3 separate regions of the Zea mays genome follow, and all the other regions are linked to region 3. Evidence: chromatin contacts called from public Hi-C data. All regions are on one chromosome and are shown on one strand. Each heading gives the region's core, a stretch centred on a gene start, on an enhancer-like site or on the middle of the called end of the contact. The rest is flanking DNA. Distances are from core to core; before and after follow the strand shown. Region 1 holds the start of LOC100284660 (cytosolic purine 5-nucleotidase). Region 2 holds the start of LOC100383751. Region 3 holds the start of LOC100283266.

Region 1 (2,700 bases), core at 23-2,522, 130 kb before region 3:
CCCGATCCCAACTCGGCGACTCCCATCTCCATCCCGATTCCCATCTCCAAGGCGGCCAGCCAGGCTCCAGCGCGACCGCCGACCGCTGACCGGAGCGCGACCGACGAGTGCGGCAGTGCGGCAGTGCGCCCCTGCGGCAGTGCGGCCCGCGCGAGCGGCCGAGCGCGACCGGCGACCGGAGCCGCGACCTCCCCTGCGCGAGCGCTACCGGAGCCGCCTCTGCGCCCTGCGTCCCTGCGCCCTTGCGGCCTGCTCGAGCGGCCGAGCGCGACCGCCGACCGGAGCCGCGGCCGCCCCTGCACGAGCGCTACCGGAGTCGCCCCTGCCCCCACGAGCTCCAGCACTCCGGCAACCGTGGCCATTTTTGTATTTCGGGCCTTTATTATTTTCGGGCCGCCAGTTTAAAGCACGACACGTTTAGTGAAATACGGGCCGGGCCGTGGGCCGAGGGGTCGGCCCGTGGGCCGGCACGGCACGACCCGAATTTAATATTGGGCCGGGCCGACCCGAAATTAAATGTGCCGGGCCTTTTCGGGCTTGGGCCGGGCCGGGCCGGGCGGCCCGAATGTACACCTATACCCGTCTCCGTTCCCCGCAGGGACCCGTTAAACTTACATGTGACGATATTTTCATGTAGTATTTAATGATAAAAATAAATAATTAACTTATCAAGAGATCACCCGTTGTACAAATATGGTCATTTTAATGTACACATAATGATTTTTTACATCTAACAATGTGTATAATTGACAATGGTTTACATTAATAACAAATGAATTACGATCTAATTATAATTTAAGTGGTGATGGGGATCCCCGATGGAGATTTATTCCGGCGGGGAACGGTGATGAGAAAGAAATGTCCTTTGCAAGCGTTCGTGGGGTTCTTTATGGGAAAATTTTTTCCGTCGCGGGAACGGGTATGAGAGCTAAAACTCGACGAGGAATTATCCGTTGCCATCCTAATCTGAATGTGATTGGAGAAATTAAATCATTTTTATTAAATTTGATTAAAAAGTGATTTAATCCTCTCTTCAATTACGTCAAGCACTTATCCCTCCATCCATTATTCTCATCGTCGACATTCTTATCCACATCTTACCGGTGCATCCTCCGTTTTGTTCTCCACTCCTCCTGCCCTAGTCTTTGGCCTTTGGGTACGGAGGCGCGTGTGCCCGGAGCCAAGTCGCGGGAGGGAAAGCGGCGCGCGTCATCCGTTACCAGTGGCCAGTGGGGGCAACGTCACCACAGCGGCCAACTCGAACGAATACGCATCCATCCCATCCCAAGCCAGCACCAGCAGTTCCTCCACCACCAGCCCAGCCCTCGCCCCGTCCGTTCGTCCGCCCGCGCCCGCTGCTGCTTGCCTGCTTCCCACGCACGCGAGCTCTGTTCCGTGCTGCAGCAACCGCAACCGCATCCGCATCCGAATCCGCACACGATCCCCGCGCCACTTGCCCCGTCACCCCCCACGCGGCCCGCGCCTCCGCCCGCTCGTCGGCCAATGCCCGGCGCAGGCCAGCTCGGCGAGATGAGATGACGCCGCCGCGCGGCGGTGCCCGGCCTCCCGTCGCTCACGCGCGCCAGCACCAGCACCACCCGGCCCCATCGGGATTCTTCATCCCGTCCTCCACCTAGCGCGGTAGCGCCGCATTTATTCCCTCCCCCGCACAACGGTCACGTTTCCATCGCCCCCCCGTCTTCTCTCCCTCGTCGCATCCGGCACTCCTCCTCGTCTCCTATTTAAAGCGCGCCGGGCTGGGAGCCAGCGATCATGCTATTCTCTAGGAGGCCTCTCGCCGCCGCTTTCCACCTCGCGCCCCTTTCGCCTCCGCTGCTCCTCTTCTTCGCATCCGCGTCCTCGTCCTGCTCGCCCGCCGCCTCCGCCGCCGCCGCGTCGGTCTCCGGCTCCAGGGGTACGTACGCGCTTCTTCCGTGCATTCGTGAGGACTTTCTCTGTAGGGTGAGAATTTTGCCCACTCTTCTCGTGCGATTCTCGTGCTATTTGACCGGTTTCGCTCGCGCGAGATGTTCTGCCTTGTATACCTCCGACCTCACCCAGACTTTGACGGTTGTTTCCAAGGAATTCCCGAACAGAGTTTGTGGATTTCATTGGGTTACCCGGTGCACTTTGGCGAGTCGTGATGCCATGCCGAGATTGTGGATTTTTGTTGGAATTTGATGGATTCTGCATTTTGCATCATCATCTTGTTATTCAGCGTTAGTTGTTTTATTCTCGTGAGAACTACAAATTTTGCCCGTATATCCTTGAAATACGTTGGTCATCTAACCTCTAACGTTTTAACTTTTAACCAACTGTGTCATAATTCCTGATTGAAACAACGTTTTTCTCCACCAATCGTGAAGTACGGTTAGCATTCTTCAGTTTAGATTGTATGCTCTTGCAACACTTGACGTGCTGATCTCCAATCAGGTTGCACTGCTGCAAGGATGGACAGCGGTGCGGTGGAGACAGCGTCCACTGGGGCAGTATGGTCATCACCTTCGGCAGAACCGAGAAGCATTTCTGTCGGGAAGGAGGTATTCTGCAACAGGTCACTCAACATGAGGAACATCACAGCAGTGGGATTTGATATGGACTACACTCTGGCACAGTACAAGCCTGAAACCTTCGAGTCCCTTGCTTACTATGGTACAATAGAGAAGCTTGTGAAGGATCTCCGCTACCCTGAAGAGGTTA
Region 2 (2,723 bases), core at 184-2,683, 190 kb before region 3:
GAAAGACAAGGCTTATTTATTTGAACTTATACAGAGCATTCAATAAAATTTGTACAGATCCATTCATTTCACGTTAGAAGACAATCCAGACTATGAGGTCCGACAATATTACAGCAGTTTATTTAAACTCCTATGGTGAGATGATGATATAAGATATACAACTCCTTTATTTACAAAATCAACAAGAGAAAGAATTGGCTGTCCGTATACAAAATTTTAAATATCCTAACTGGAGATAAAAAAAAGATGACAACATTACATAAATAAAAAGATAGACATAAAATGCTGTCACAGGAAACATCAAGTTGCTACTAGTAAGAGGCCAGAATATTAATAGGTCACACATGTTTCTCATATCCAGGATTTAAATAAATAAAAATATGTGTGCTGGCATTACTCGCCTATCATCTGCGAGCTCAAAATTACTGTTCTCCACCAGAGTTCCCAGTTCAGAGAATGACCTGTAGAAGACAAGGTCAATGAGCCAAAGTTTACTCGATACAATAAACAACAATTCTGTGAGCATCACGTGATGCTAGCTAGCTATAAACATACTTTATGAGCTCCTCGAGCCTAGTATCAGCTTCAACCTTGAGGGAATCCTTATTGGCGAGCAGCGACGCGGCGTTCTTCAGTATCAAGCTGAATGTGCACACCTACAGGGTAATTACATCATTCACCTGGAGCACAAAAACAAACCAGCCGATAGACATGCAAGTGAAAGTAAAAAAACCCAACCTCAACGCCAGTCCGCGACTGGAGCGCGACAATCGAGTTCCTCTGCCGCGGCACGCAGTCCCTTCCTGCCGCAAGGATCCGCCCCTTCACCTCCTCGGCGTCCTCAGTAGACGCACTCGGCGAAGCTACATTGCATCGCACAGCCACGGTTGCTAAGGGTTTCCTGGACATCCGACCAGATTAGACAAGGTCGAGGGCTCCCGAGGACATGGAGTTACCCAGAAGCGCGTGGGCTTTGACGAGGGTGTCCCGGGAGGCGGCGATGGGCGCGAGGAGGAAGGACGCCGACTTCTTCTTCTGCTCCCGCAGCAGCTCCTTGGGCCCAGCTGCGCGCGGCAACACGAAGAGAGAACATGGGAGAATACAAGTGAGATGCCCGGTCACTGCAGAGCCGAGAAAGCTGGTAGGAGAGGCGGAGGATGCGGTCGTACGAATGCCGAGCGAGAAGGCGGCGGCGGCGGCAGGGCGTTCCGGCGCCACCGCTGCCACGAGGAGTGCGACGAGACCGGCGCGGCGGGAGGTGAGGCTCGGAGGCGCCGGTGGCGTCGGTTGCGGCTGTGAGGGTTCCCGGAGGGGAGACGCTACTCCCGTCGTGCTGCGCCGGAAAGGCGGCCTCGCCGGCGGCGCGGCGGGTGAGTGGATGGCGCTCATTGCTAGGCGAACAGCGGTCAACGGGTGCCGGGTGGGGTGGGATTGCGCTTCCTCTGTGCGTGGGCCTCCAAACTTTACAGGACGTCCAGCTGTCCAAATCCACACGAGGAATCCCGTAATGGGAGCATATCTTGTGCACATGCCATGTGCACATATTCAATCTCAGTCAACCATCTTTAATCCGATGTCACGTGGCAATCTTTCAAACATACCCTCCCACCAGCCTCCACATATTGGATTTGTAATTTTGCGAAATCCTCCCTACCTCTTTTCCACCTCACCTTTCAAACCCTTGGCGAATCTAAACAATTTCGCTTTCTTCCCCGATGCCGACAGCCTCATCGTCTCCCGCCGCTGGGCGCGTTCGCGACGGGCGTGCAGAAGAATAGTTGTTCTTTTATTGGCTGATGAACACAGTTTGCATTGGTAAATTAATTCTTGTTCTCACTGCAGAATGCCTCTTTTGGTACCTGCTTGCGAGGATGCATTGAAGCCTGCTGTTGGAATTAATTTTTGATTCTTTACAAGCTGTTGAAGAATATGAGAGTTTCATTGGCTGCGAAATTCCAAAATCGATTGAGATTCATCCACCAATTGAAGTTCGTTTAAAGAGTGAAGGAGTAAAAGAATCAAGAGAGCAGCTATGTGTGTTTGGTTGAGGAGCGGAAGGGAATGAAACGACTATATTCTTATTTTTTTATGTTTGGTTACCATGGAGGAGAACGGAGCGGCTCCTGGAGTCTATAAGGTAGTGTTTGGTTGAAGAGCCAAGTAGAACGGAGCCGTTCTGTCTCAGTTTTGTTGCTGTTTGGTTACAAAGTAACTAGAACGGAATGACTCCAATTAGGGAATATTCTCCTCAGATCCGGAACCATTCCGCTCCAAAAAATCAACCGGACGGAGCCGCTCCGTTCCCATCCCGCTCTCACAGTCGCGCCCCGTTCCGTTCACTCTGCAACCAAACAAAAAATAGAGCCGCTCCGTTCCAGATTACCAAACACAGAACAGAGCGGCTCCGTTCCTAGAATCAGGGATGTAACGGCTCCATTCTACTTGGCTCCTCAACCAAACACTACCTAAATAACAAATATTTGGGATGCTCTCGCTTCACCAAAACGTCCGGATGCGAGCGCTCTCGCGGACGCGAGCGCTCTCATCCCTCTTCTCCACTCAACAGTCATATAACTCTTCAACCAAACAATAAACGGAGCGGCTCTACTCTATTCTACTCTTCAACCAAACAAACAAAAAATGGAGCGATTTCGTTCTGTTTGCCAAACATAGAATGAAATGACTCAATCCTTAGAAATTGGAATGGAGCCGCTCCATCCCAG
Region 3 (2,739 bases), core at 133-2,632:
TTAATACATGTTCACATTTTGGTACTATATAATTATCTATGTTATTGTCTTATGTTTCATAACCTTCATCCCCTAATTTTACATGTCATATCTATGAAGGTATGTCCTTCATAACCTTCGTCCGAAGATTATTATATCCTTAGAGAAATAATGCTTCGAAGGACAAGTACATTAACATTTAACATTTTTTTATGTTGCCTTGTTCTTAATTCATAGCATTTGAGAATAAGTCCCCAACATCATCCTATGAGCTCGTTTGGATCTAGCATATTAAATTTTAGTCTTGTCACTGAGATGTTTAAATACTAGTTAAATGTATGGTATATAGTATAATTATAAAATAATTATATATATAAAGACAAAACAATAAGATGAGTATATTAAACTTAATTAGTCCATGATTCACTAATGTTGTGTTATAATTAGTTATAGATTAATTATGTTTAAAAAATGACTCATCATCTATTCTTATCTTTTTGTCTTTATATTATGGTTTAATTTTTCTATTAAACTTAATTAGTCCAATCTGAGAACCAAACACCATATGAGAAAAGTAATCAGCTATGTCTTACGTTACACCCTATATGGCCACCCATGTCCCAAAAAACACTCCAAACCGACCTCCGGAAGAAGCGCTTCGATGGTATTCGGTTTATTAGATTAATTCGGTTCGATCTATTCAGATTCGTGAAAATCCGGGTTCTAAAAAATAAGAACTAAAATTTTTAAAATAATTTTATAAACCGAATCTGAATAGACTCACAATTTCAGTTTGGTCTATTCAGTCCACCGAATAGATCCAAATAGTAGAGAAACTAGTATCTTTTGTTAAAATATATACAATGAATAATAAATTAAAGTACTATTATTAGAACAAGTGACTATAAAAATTAGCATAGAAAGATATATACTATCGTTAAGATGACATCATATTTTTTAGCTAATAAGTTCATAAATCATATAATAATATCATCACATATTAAGAGTTTTTTTTATATTTCGGTTTATTTTGTCTATTCGGGTTTGAAAGGTTAGAAACCGAACCCGAATCCATATCTTCAAATTTAGCATATATATAGGAATCGAATTCGAACCCGAAAACTCGAATAGACCGACAATATTCGGATTTAGATTTGAGTTTTAAAATACCCATCCCTAGCCTAGATCTGTTTGGGCCCCTGCCGCGCTCTCCGACGCAGTTCCCAGTCCACCCAGCCCACAGCCCAGGCCACTCGCAAATCGCAACCCACAGCACGTCTCCTCCTTTGCTCGTCCACCCTGCCATCTCCGCAACCCCTACCTACAGGCAGCAGCCCAGCACGTCCCTTTCTACGCCTCCACCTCCCTCGATTCGTTCCGAGCCCATCGCCTCCGCCTCTTCGTCACCGTCGAGGTCGCACCACATGGCGGCGCTCCTAGCCCGGCAGGCAGCGCAGGCGCTCCGCGCGAGACAGTCGGTACGAATCCCTAGCCCTTTCCGCCCGTGCCCGGCACTTCCGGGGTGCCAGATCCCCTGTATTCGCTCGCGAATTCTCTGGTCGAGAGCCTTGTCATTCCTGGGTGCCGGTAGTTGCGGATGCTTGTGTGACTCTGTGGTGCTGGTGTTTGTTGCAGGCGCAGCTCGGGCCGACAACGTCGGCGATGCAGGGGCACCTCCGTACCTACATGAACGCGGGGATTCCCAAGCGGTTCAAAGGTCAGTGCTCTCCCCCTTTCTATTGGGTTGTTTGCCAGTATCGGTACCACACAAATAGTGCGATTCATGTTGCGCTGGTTACCTACATGTTAAGGGCTTGTTTGTTTTGTTCTCAATCTATATGGATTGGGTGGTATTGAGTAGGTTTAAATTTCATACAAGTTAAAATCTTTCATAATTTTTTCCAATCCCATCCAATCCACATGGGATGGGATGGGAATAACCGGCCTAATAGTAGTGCCCAAGAGCAGTTAATTAAGGGATGTATGAAATGGTTTGGTCTTGGGTTATTGATTGATTGTATGTCTTCCAAGTTTCAATCAACGTGACATGCCCAAATAGGATGATGAACTTGAAATCAGAAATTGATGAGGATAATCTAGCGCAGTTCTATATGAGTGTCTGGTTTGCAATTAGTTGTCTGGTGATGAGTTTTGGTACCTTCGGCTGTGTGAAAGAGCAGTTTTTCAGGATGAGTGTTGGGTAACCAGTTAAATTTGACTTTCAAGTTTCAGCCGACATGAAATTCTCAAATACGAAGTTGTGCCTTCCTGTCTTGGTTTATTTTGAGGATTGTCTGTTGAACTGTACATTTGAAGTTGATGGTTGATTAGGCAGATTACTATATGAGTTGTATTTCTTCACAGTTAGACTTCCTTGTCCTACTATGTGTTTACATACAGAATTTGAGTTTGTTCATTGTTACTTCCCTCTGAGGGTTTAATCCTATTAATGACCAGAGGAAGAGGAGAAAGAACAGCTTGCAAAAGATATCGCAAAAGATTGGAATGCTGGTGAGTTTTGATGATGTTTTTCTGTTCATTAGACAAGAGTATGATCGTTTGCAATTTTGTTTATTGCTGCCGAGATATTGTTGTTTCCCCTCATTGTGATTTTCTTGTTTCAGTGTTTGAAAGGAGCATCAATACATTGTTTTTGACTGAAATGGTCCGTGGCTTGATGCTAACTCTCAAGTACTTCTTCGAGAGAAACGTTACAGTGAGTGGTGAATTTGGTTTATGACATTATATGTACTGTAGTTG

What was found. A called contact is a pair of places that touch in the nucleus more often than the background predicts.
Region 1: a Hi-C map of endosperm shows a contact between it and region 3, with 2.7 times the contacts expected there. The contact joins the promoter of LOC100284660 here to the promoter of LOC100283266 in region 3. A contact is called at or near these places in 6 of 25 Hi-C or Micro-C datasets (ear, endosperm, leaf and 3 more).
Region 2: a contact with region 3 is called in a Hi-C map of tassel, with 1.8 times the contacts expected there. The contact joins the promoter of LOC100383751 here to the promoter of LOC100283266 in region 3. A contact is called at or near these places in 4 of 25 Hi-C or Micro-C datasets (ear, endosperm, leaf and 1 more).

Annotation. Positions count from the first base shown.
Region 1 is chr1:289,499,650-289,502,349 of Zm-B73-REFERENCE-NAM-5.0, reverse strand. LOC100284660 (cytosolic purine 5-nucleotidase) reads left to right here and starts at 1,272. Exons shown (of 17, transcript NM_001157555.2): 1 at 1,272-1,915; 2 at 2,434-2,696. The coding sequence starts at 1,774.
Region 2 is chr1:289,557,119-289,559,841 of Zm-B73-REFERENCE-NAM-5.0, reverse strand. It overlaps LOC100383751, which reads right to left and starts at 1,433. Exons shown (of 5, transcript NM_001362128.1): 1 at 1,170-1,433; 2 at 957-1,064; 3 at 739-863; 4 at 556-656; 5 at 1-461. The coding sequence starts at 1,389. The coding sequence ends at 365.
Region 3 is chr1:289,364,766-289,367,504 of Zm-B73-REFERENCE-NAM-5.0, reverse strand. It overlaps LOC100283266, which reads left to right and starts at 1,382. Exons shown (of 8, transcript NM_001294274.1): 1 at 1,382-1,457; 2 at 1,615-1,696; 3 at 2,437-2,490; 4 at 2,604-2,695. The coding sequence starts at 1,404.